Linked DNA regions of Mus musculus: all the other regions are linked to region 2. Evidence: chromatin contacts called from public Hi-C and HiChIP or PLAC-seq data. All regions are on one chromosome and are shown on one strand. The core of a region is the stretch at or near the end of the contact, and the rest is flanking DNA. Distances in the headings are between cores, read along the strand shown. Region 1 has its middle 8.0 kb from the start of Gm33887. Region 2 holds the start of Degs1 (delta(4)-desaturase, sphingolipid 1). Region 3 overlaps Fbxo28 (F-box protein 28).

Region 1 (2,700 bases), core at 56-2,555, 33 kb before region 2:
CTGCTGCTGCATGGTTACAGGTCCAGATGTGGCCTTCAGTGGCAGCACAGGCCAGGACTTTACCCTGGTTTCAGGTGGCAGAGCAGGCTACTCATGTCAGACTATTCCTCTCTACTCTCAAGTCTTCAGATCCACCTCTCTTTGAAGCGCTCAAACCGTTCTGTTTCTCTTCCTAGCCCATCTCTCCAACACATACTTACACATTAGAGTGGCTCCCGCTGTGGGTAGGTCACACAGCCATTGGGCCTCCGGGTATCTTTTGCCTGCCACACAGTGTGGCAGTGGACAGGCCATTCCACTCTTATTTTCAATGTGCTATATTCATTTATCACCATCTGCTGTTCAGTTCTCCTGAACTCAGTCCTTCCCAGTGCTCTCTGTCTTTGTGGAGTCCCTATGCTTTTGAAGGGTTTGGTTTGTGACATATTTAATCTCTCTCTCTCTTTTTATTTATGGCATTGACTATACTTGATTCTGGCTCTGACACAGGTCTGACTGCCTTTTTTGCTTGCTTGGTTTTGTTTTCTAAATCATTATTCCACTTCATTCCATGAAAGTTTTCGAGTTCTTCTCGCATAATTAAATGGGAAAGTGCACACGAAAGAGAAGAGAGGCTATGAAGGATAACAAATCCAGTTCCTCTTCCTGAGGACTTCACAGATGCTTACAGACACTGAGGACTTCACAGACGCTTCAGTGGAGCGAGACAGCAGTGAGCAAAGGACACAAGGAGGGGGTGCATCTGAACCCCAGGAGAAGAGGGAGGCCAGTCTAAGACTGAAAGCCAGAAAGCCAGCATCAGGAGACACGAATGTTTAAGGATGGAAGGGAAATCAGAAGTAGCGGCCAGGGACTTTAAACAGTTAACAAATGTGAACAGCTCTGTGCTTGTTATCAGCAGGCTTCGAACACAACCTAGTGCTAAAGATTAAAAGCGATTTAACAACAACAAAAAAAAAAAAAAAAAAAAAAAAAAAAAAGAAAGAAAGAAAGATTGAAAGAGAAAGAAAACAAAGGCCTTTCTTACAACGGTGTGTTGGACCAGATTCAAGCTCTCTGGGAGCGTAGCTTATCTACCGCACGGTGTGTCCTGGTTGCTCAGGCTGTTTCTTGTTTTCTATCCACTCTAATTTGGTGCAAATTGAAAAGCTACTGATCAGAAAATGGGTCAGTGAATGACACAGGGCATGTTGCCAGCACTCCTGCAAACAGAAAGGAAGACGGACATTTTAAAGTAGTCCCCGTGTACAACTAGACACCCATCCCTTCTCTTACGTAATGCCCCCAACCCGTAGTAGGACAGTTGACAGTGTTCATATTTCATCAAAGAGGACAATTGGGGTTGTTCAAGGTGACCTTCTGTAGCCTGAACTCTAATCCGTGGCTGTCTGCACCTTTGCTGGTGAAAAAGATCAGCTCCCGTGTTCAGAAATACCTGGCATTACACCTGCCATGCTCTCATGGTCACAGGCTCCAGTTTTCTGCTGCACTTTTTGTGCTAAACATTGCTGACACGGATGGTGAGCTAGTACCAAGTCTTCTGCCCAGTTTCGTGTTTCCCTTTTGCCTAAGAGAGGACCTTGCCACTAGGGCAGTAAGTGGTGTCTGGTTGGTGTGACATGCCCAGGACAGATGGCTTCTGCATAGAAAACCCTACTGTAGGTGCTGCTTGCCTCTGTCGACCTCGAGCTGGTTATCTTGTATTCAAACACTGTAGCCTATGGAGGAGGTCACCTGATAATTCCTCATCTGATTTTGAAAAGTACTTTAAACATAAAATTAAAAGGCCAGACGTGTGTCTCAGTGGTGAAGGGCTTGTCAGGTATAAGCTCCTGGCCTCAATCTTTAGCATTGAGGTGTGGGAGAAATTAAACAAAACAAAACAAAACAAAACAAAACAAAACAAAACAAACAAACAAAAAAACCCCACAGCTACATTAGTATTGGAGTTTTAGGCTTCTTGACAGTGAAGAGTGCTGTTTAAGCTTGCCATCCTCACTTCCATCTTTTCTCTCTGAGCACCAAGAATAACATTCATGCTGTCTTGGCGAGGCAATGTCTTAGGCAAATATGAAGTGATAATCCGGCATGTCCAACTACATCTACCCACTAAAGAGACTAGTCTCCTGGGGGGGAGGGGGAGATCTGCATTCTTAACATAACTTCAAAGATTTAAGAAGTAAGATGATCTGGGTACTTATCTCCTTCTGGATGCTTCTTTGACAATGTGGGACAATGTGAGTCAACTCCTACTCTTGTCCCCGAGGGGTAGGGAGAGTCCCAAGGCAAATGGCTACCAGGGAGTAGATGAGAAGGTAGAAGGCCCAGCATGCATCATAGCCATCAATCTTTGAAGATCACAGTGATTAACAAGATGGATAGCCATCTGGCCTCCAAGAGCCTCCTCCTGCTTTGCCTACACAGCTGTTCCTCTTTGCTCTCAGCGTCAGGGTAGAAGTCTTTAGTGCCTCTGGCTGCCTGCCCATTACTCATCACCCAGAGGTGCCCCAGATGTCAGTCCTCTGTTTTCACAATCTCTGCTGGAATGCAGGTGTTTGTCGCACTGCTGTGAGAACCTCCTAAGTTTCAATGTCCTGCGAGACATAAAACCATGCCAGGAAGTTTGGTAAGGTAGAGCAGGTCGAGACCTGGAGACTCTTTGGACACACACCTGAGGCTCAGGTGACTCCCAGCTCCCTG
Region 2 (2,700 bases), core at 17-2,516:
AGAACTTACTAGCACCAGGGATCCCCTGAACGTGAATTCCACTAGAAAAATAAAGTCCATTTGAACGGCAGCTAGTCACTCTGATTTGCGAAACAAGTAATGTCTAAGTTTAGCAACTACTGCAGAAACCAGGGCCTCGCCGCCCCCTCCCCCATTAGGCAAATATTTTTAAGAAAGAGTGTGAAAATGGTGGATATGAGGCAGTTCCTCATATTAAAAGGCCTTTCATTGATTCTCTCAATTAAATCAAAACAAACAAACTAAAACAACTTTCTATATCTAGCACCAAGAAAAGAAAAAAGGCAGACTCTTTGGCTGCAGTCTAATTATGAAGATGTTGGAATCTTCTTAAACATTACTTCATCTTTTAAAATGCCGGCTCAGGCAAAGTACTGGAAAGGAAAAATTGAACTGGTTCATATATGCAAAGCTCATACCCAACAATTTGTCCTTATTCTTAAGAGCAGCCTACGTGGGATAAGAGACCTCTCTATCTCACGTGGAAACCCCCCCTCCGCCCCCCATACTCTCCTAAATCAGGCCTAGCCTGTCCTAAGGTCCGGGAGGCTAAGCTGCGCGCCTTTCCTATGCAGCCGGTCCCGCAGATCACTGGAATAAAAACTCACAGGAGCCATCCGGTCTGGGAAGCCTAGGGTCACCCGAACCTGGTCCCCCGCTAGGCCTGCAGCTGACTGGACCACGTGATTGAGGCTCCCGGGGCCGGGGATGCCCCTGGACCACGCCCTGAGCCAAGCAGGCGTCCGGGCTCGAGCCTACCGCTCCACCAGGAGCGGGGGTCACCCTCGACTGTCGGAGCAGGAGGGGCGAGTCCGGATCGCCCTACCTGGGGACCCTCAGCTCACAGGCCGGCGGAGGCCTCCAACACATGACCATCGAAGGGCTAGCAGCGAGCGGCGGCGCGCTGATCCCTCATCCCTCGGTTCTCCCGCCCGCCCGGAGCCCGCGCCGGCGGCCAAGCAGCGGAGCGGCTGGAAGGGGCCGCGGAGGCCGCGCTCGCACGGCGCGCACGGGAGGCCGCTCAGGGCCCGCACGCGGCCACGCGCACATAACGGGGTCCAGTCTTCACCTAAGATCTCCTTGCGCCGGGCGGCGTGGGGCTGGTCCGTGTAGACCCATTCGAACTCCTCTCGGGACACGCGGCTACCCATGGCTGCGGCCTGTGGACCCGCTCTGCCTCCGGCTCGTGTCCGGACGGCGGCAGCTCGAGGCCCGGCTCTAGTCGATAAGCCGCGGGGACGCGGGCAGAGGCGGGGCCTCAGGCCACGCCCCGCAATGACCACGCCCCTCGTGGGAGGCGATGGGCGGGACCTGGGTCGGCAGCCAAGAACCTTGTAGGCTCACGAAGCCTGGGAAAAGGTGAAAAGAGAAGGAAAGATTTGCGGCTGGATAAGGCTCTCGCTTTAGCGCCTCAGTGGGTGGAGTACATGGGGTGGCTACCTCTCCTTGAGTTCGGAAGATCACTGGCTTTGATTAAGTGGCAACGAGCCCATATTTCGCTTAACTTTTAATAGCAAATTATCTGTCGAGCCCTGTTTGGTTGCCTTCTGGAACTAAAACCTCCAGAGATTTGGAGTGTGTGGCAACTAAAATCTAATTTTTAAAAAAGTTTTTTTTTTCTCTTTGCTTTTCTCTCCCCTCTCTCCCGTCTTCGCCCCTCCTCACCCCTCCCGCCCCATATGTTTGCTTTTGTTTCTTGAAGTAGGTTCTCACTACCTAGCCTAGGTTATCCTCCAGCCGGTGGGCCTGCCCTTGCCTCCCAGTGGAATTTCAGACTTGTCTGAACAATGCAGTAAAGAAAAGGGAAGGGAGAGATGGGGTGGAGTTGGTGGTTCTGATGTTTCCCTACACTAATGGTTGCTCAATCATGCATCTTCCCGTGTCACAGAAGTGATCACCCGCAACTTCCTGTGGGAGGCAGGGGAGATTTGATTTCAAAATGCCTATCATTTCTTCACTTACGAGGTTTAGGGATTAGAGGTGTGGCACAGAGTTGGAGCACGGGCCGAGCAGGTGGATGGACTAAGAGCCCTGGCTTCTCCGTGGAGCCTGGAAGTGAAAGGAACTGCTAATTAAGATTAAGATTACAGGATTAGGGATTAGCAGACCAGATGACTTTCCTAAAGAAGCCAAGTGGTCATGAGTATAAATCAGACACAGACACACACCACTGCACATGCATACCACAACGGGAGAGGTGGGGACACAGAGAGACAGACATCCAAGTCTGACAAGTCTTGGAAGTACAACTGCTCATGTATAGAAAACTACAAACTACAGAGGAATCTGCTAAACTATGGGATACCATCAGCAAGATCTCACTGTAGGAAACGATATGGGAATTTTGTGTTCTCTAATAAAGGAGAAAAAAAAAACCAACAAATTAACAGGGACTTAAAGGATAAACTAGCCAGCTGTGATGTATCAGTCTTATTTATTCTGAAGGGTTAAAATGATGTGATGTTATTTAAAGATCTATCTATCTGGGTGCAGTTGCTTTCAGAGGCCAGAAAAGGGTGTCAGATCCCTTGGAGCTGAGTTACATGCCGTTGAAAGACACCCCACCTTCCATGGGTGCTGGAAACTGAACTCTGCAAGAGCAGTAGGAACTCTTCAAATACGGAACCATCTCTCTAGCCCCTGATGTGATGCTATTTAATTAAAGTATCATCTGGGTAGGTG
Region 3 (2,867 bases), core at 1-2,500, 43 kb after region 2:
AGGAAACACATATGAAGGTGCTCTGACAATGAGCGTGTGCTTCCTAAACGCAGCACAGTCCAGCAATGGCAAGAGAGGGGACAGAAGAAGTCCATGTTCTGAGGTGAAGGTCACAGAAAGGCGCTCTCTGGTGAGCTCTACTGCGGACAAACGAAGGCCCAGTCAAGGAGGGCTGCCTAGCAGTGCTGAGGACTCAGAGCATCTGCAGACCTGAAGATGTGTTCACTAGTGCCTACTGGTTTGGTACTGAGGAGCCAACAAGTCGTTTCCAAAAGGAGCGGAACTCAAGTGGACTTCACTGCAGTTGCTCACTCAGGCCGCACACATCTGCTTCAGCCATGTGAACCCACACCAACGCTGGCAACAATTGCAAAGACCACATACACAAGCCTCATCTTTGCAGGCACCCAATGCAGCCACAGAGCCCTCTGTTACAGCTGGCTGCACGATCTCTGATGGGAGGAAACTGGAAGCTGGGTCTCAGATGCTTCTATTACTAAAACTGAGACCTGAGTGGCTGTCTACTGGGGAGGACAAGCACACAGGCTCAAAGGACCTTGGGCTGCACGCAAAGAGTTAAGGGCTGCACACAAGATAAGATCTGGTGTATTCATCTGAACCTGAGGCTATCTTACAGTAGCTTACAGAGGCATTTGTAGGTCATAAAAAGAAGTAAAGAGATAACAAGGAAGATTTGAAATAAAATTATAAGCCACCAAGAAAGATGTTATTGCAAATTGAGAATGCACACAGTATTGCCTCTGTAAGTGTTTATGGAAATAACCTCATTAGGCATTAATAAGTTCCAAGCACTGAAAGCACTTTTGCCAGTGTCTATCGAGAAGCAAAATGATCTTTAAATCCATTTCTACTGCTTCTCTATGTCACTTGAATCTACACTTAATTCAACAATGAGGACGGACGCTTCCAGCAGTTTCAGGTCGTTGTAGTATGGCGGGGGAGAGGGATCTGCTTACTTACTAAGTGTCACACTTAGTGCGGTAAAGGGGACGACTCCTTAGCTCTGGTGTATCGCCACAAAACAAGTATACATGGTCAAATTTGAAAACTTCTAAGCTCACCATTACAAAACACTTCTCAAACAAAAATCAAACCCAGCATACCCTCCACCCTACCTTCCCCCAGACTGCAACAATCTTGAAGGCAACACAGCATGTCTTGCTCAGGGCACTAATTCTGGTATTTTGACTGTAAAGGTCAAAATGTTTTCTTAACTATGAACCCTTACCAAGACTTTCACTTCCTTCTGGCATTCTATAATTAGAATTTTAAATGTTGGGATCACATGAATGATACATATTAATAACTGCACAGAAAAGCTAAACATAGCCACCAATAAAAAGTCCTTTAGGTTAAGTAATTCTGACATCACAAACACCGCTTAAATGTTTGTGAGACTTGGTCTCTCCTGGGCAGCCCAGCTTGCTGGGTCTGCAGCAATGGTTACCTTTCCTGGGATGAAGCAACAGAGGTTGGAATCCACATACTTCATGAAGGTCATATTCAACAGTGACAACCTCGTTTCCACAGCGGCAAGGATGTCTGCATGACGAGCTAAAGAATGGTTTCTTCTTTCTGACTCTCTCCTAAAATAACAATAAAAGTCACTGGCAACCATGAAAGCAGTAGTAAAGGGTAAACTGTTAGCTAATCTGAGCAGCATAAACAGATGAACTTCAACATGCTAATTGAGACATTTGGAACTAGGTCAGAATTGTAATGCTCAGGTTTCTTTAACAAGAACCATTGCCAACAAGACATCTGTAGAAAAGAAAATCACTTTGAAGACACAGATAAAGCTGGCAGTGTAGCTCAGTGGTAGATCACTTGCCCAGGGTCTGTGAGGCCCTAGGTTTGAACCCCCCCACACACACACACACAGACACACACACACAGACACACACACACAGACACACACACACACAGACACACACACACACAGACACACACACACAGACACACACACACACAGACACACACACACACAGACACACACACACAGGAACATTAGATTTCTTTTGTTGGCTATGCTAGGTCCAGTAAGTCAGTATGTTTATTTAGGAGGCCGCTGTGCATACACTGTAGCAACGTCACACCCTATTTAGTATGCAGTTACGCAGAGCAGACTGTATTTAGAGGGGCACAACCATCACCATTCTCTAAACTCAGCACACCTTCATCACCATGAAAAGGAAGCCTGGACTCATCAGGTGCCCATCTGGCAACTCCTGTGTCCTTCTGTGTATTCTATAGTGCCTTTACTTTGAACACTGGAGTAAACAGGACCGTGCCGGGCAGCCCTTTGTGCCTGGCTTTCATACTTGCTACAGCTCACAGTTCACTCTGCTCTAGCATTGACCTGTCACTGCTGAATAGCATCCCCTTATACACAGGCGTCATCCCTTTACACATCTGGGTCCTTCCTACATTTGATTATGAATAAAGATCCAAGAACATCTGTGCAGTGTGTGTTTTGGCTCTGCTGGAGACCATGTCAGGTGGACATGCTAGTCAAGTGTTCCACTGAGGGATAAATAGTTCTTGCTTTCAAGTGTTTGTATGCATACACATTTTAATTTCTCTTGAAAACATACTTAGGGCAAATTGCTTTAACGTAATGTCTGTTTAACTTTTAATTTGGCTATCTTTATTTGTTCATCTTGTCTTTTACAAAAGCATTTAATTTTATGGGTATGAATGTTTTATATGCACGTATTTATGTGCACCATGCGGGTGCCTGATACCCACAGAGGTCAGAAGAAGTGCTGGATCCCCTGGAACTAGAGTTACAGAAGGTTGTGAGCTACATGTGGCTGCTAGGTTCTAGCAGGGCAACAAGTGCTCTA

Evidence for each region. Hi-C and Micro-C count contacts between places; a contact is called where the count stands out from the background. HiChIP or PLAC-seq counts read pairs in DNA pulled down with a chosen protein or histone mark.
Region 1: a contact with region 2 is called in a Hi-C map of liver, with 1.7 times the contacts expected there. The contact joins the enhancer-like site here to the promoter of Degs1 in region 2. A contact is called at or near these places in 16 of 39 promoter capture datasets (the 3T3-L1 cell line, 3T3-L1-derived adipocytes, the C10 cell line and 11 more), 1 of 15 datasets of contacts at CTCF or cohesin (CD8 T cells), 13 of 484 Hi-C or Micro-C datasets (the 3T3-L1 cell line, the C10 cell line, CD8 T cells and 6 more), 12 of 115 datasets of contacts at active chromatin or transcription factors (CD8 T cells, the HPC-7 cell line, the SCID.adh cell line and 6 more) and 3 of 9 other capture datasets (adipose tissue, liver and pancreatic islet).
Region 3: a contact with region 2 is called in an H3K4me3 HiChIP or PLAC-seq map of bone marrow-derived macrophages, with 3 times the contacts expected there. The contact joins the enhancer-like site here to the promoter of Degs1 in region 2. A contact is called at or near these places in 4 of 39 promoter capture datasets (the 3T3-L1 cell line, the C10 cell line, embryonic stem cells and 1 more), 2 of 15 datasets of contacts at CTCF or cohesin (the NIH/3T3 cell line and large pre-B cells), 36 of 484 Hi-C or Micro-C datasets (3T3-L1-derived adipocytes, the AML12 cell line, the C10 cell line and 31 more), 11 of 115 datasets of contacts at active chromatin or transcription factors (the 230-238 cell line, the HPC-7 cell line, the SCID.adh cell line and 6 more) and 3 of 9 other capture datasets (adipose tissue, liver and pancreatic islet).

What each region holds. Positions count from the first base shown.
Region 1 is chr1:182,248,431-182,251,130 of GRCm38.p6, forward strand. No RefSeq gene overlaps it. Among named protein-coding and RNA genes, the nearest start is that of Gm33887, 8.0 kb to the right of the region's middle. Within about 2 kb of position 1,306, at least 13 of the 459 cell types and tissues checked have an H3K27ac peak or open chromatin away from gene starts, as enhancers often do. A contact at or near this core is called in extraembryonic endoderm stem cells and liver, where this site is marked.
Region 2 is chr1:182,281,535-182,284,234 of GRCm38.p6, forward strand. Degs1 (delta(4)-desaturase, sphingolipid 1) reads right to left here and starts at 1,267. Exons shown (of 3, transcript NM_007853.5): 1 at 1,088-1,267. The coding sequence starts at 1,169.
Region 3 is chr1:182,324,786-182,327,652 of GRCm38.p6, forward strand. Fbxo28 (F-box protein 28) reads right to left here. Exons shown (of 5, transcript NM_175127.2): 3 at 1,469-1,607. Among named protein-coding and RNA genes, the nearest start is that of Fbxo28, 15 kb to the right of the region's middle. Within about 2 kb of position 1,251, at least 17 of the 459 cell types and tissues checked have an H3K27ac peak or open chromatin away from gene starts, as enhancers often do. A contact at or near this core is called in bone marrow-derived dendritic cells and bone marrow-derived macrophages, where this site is marked.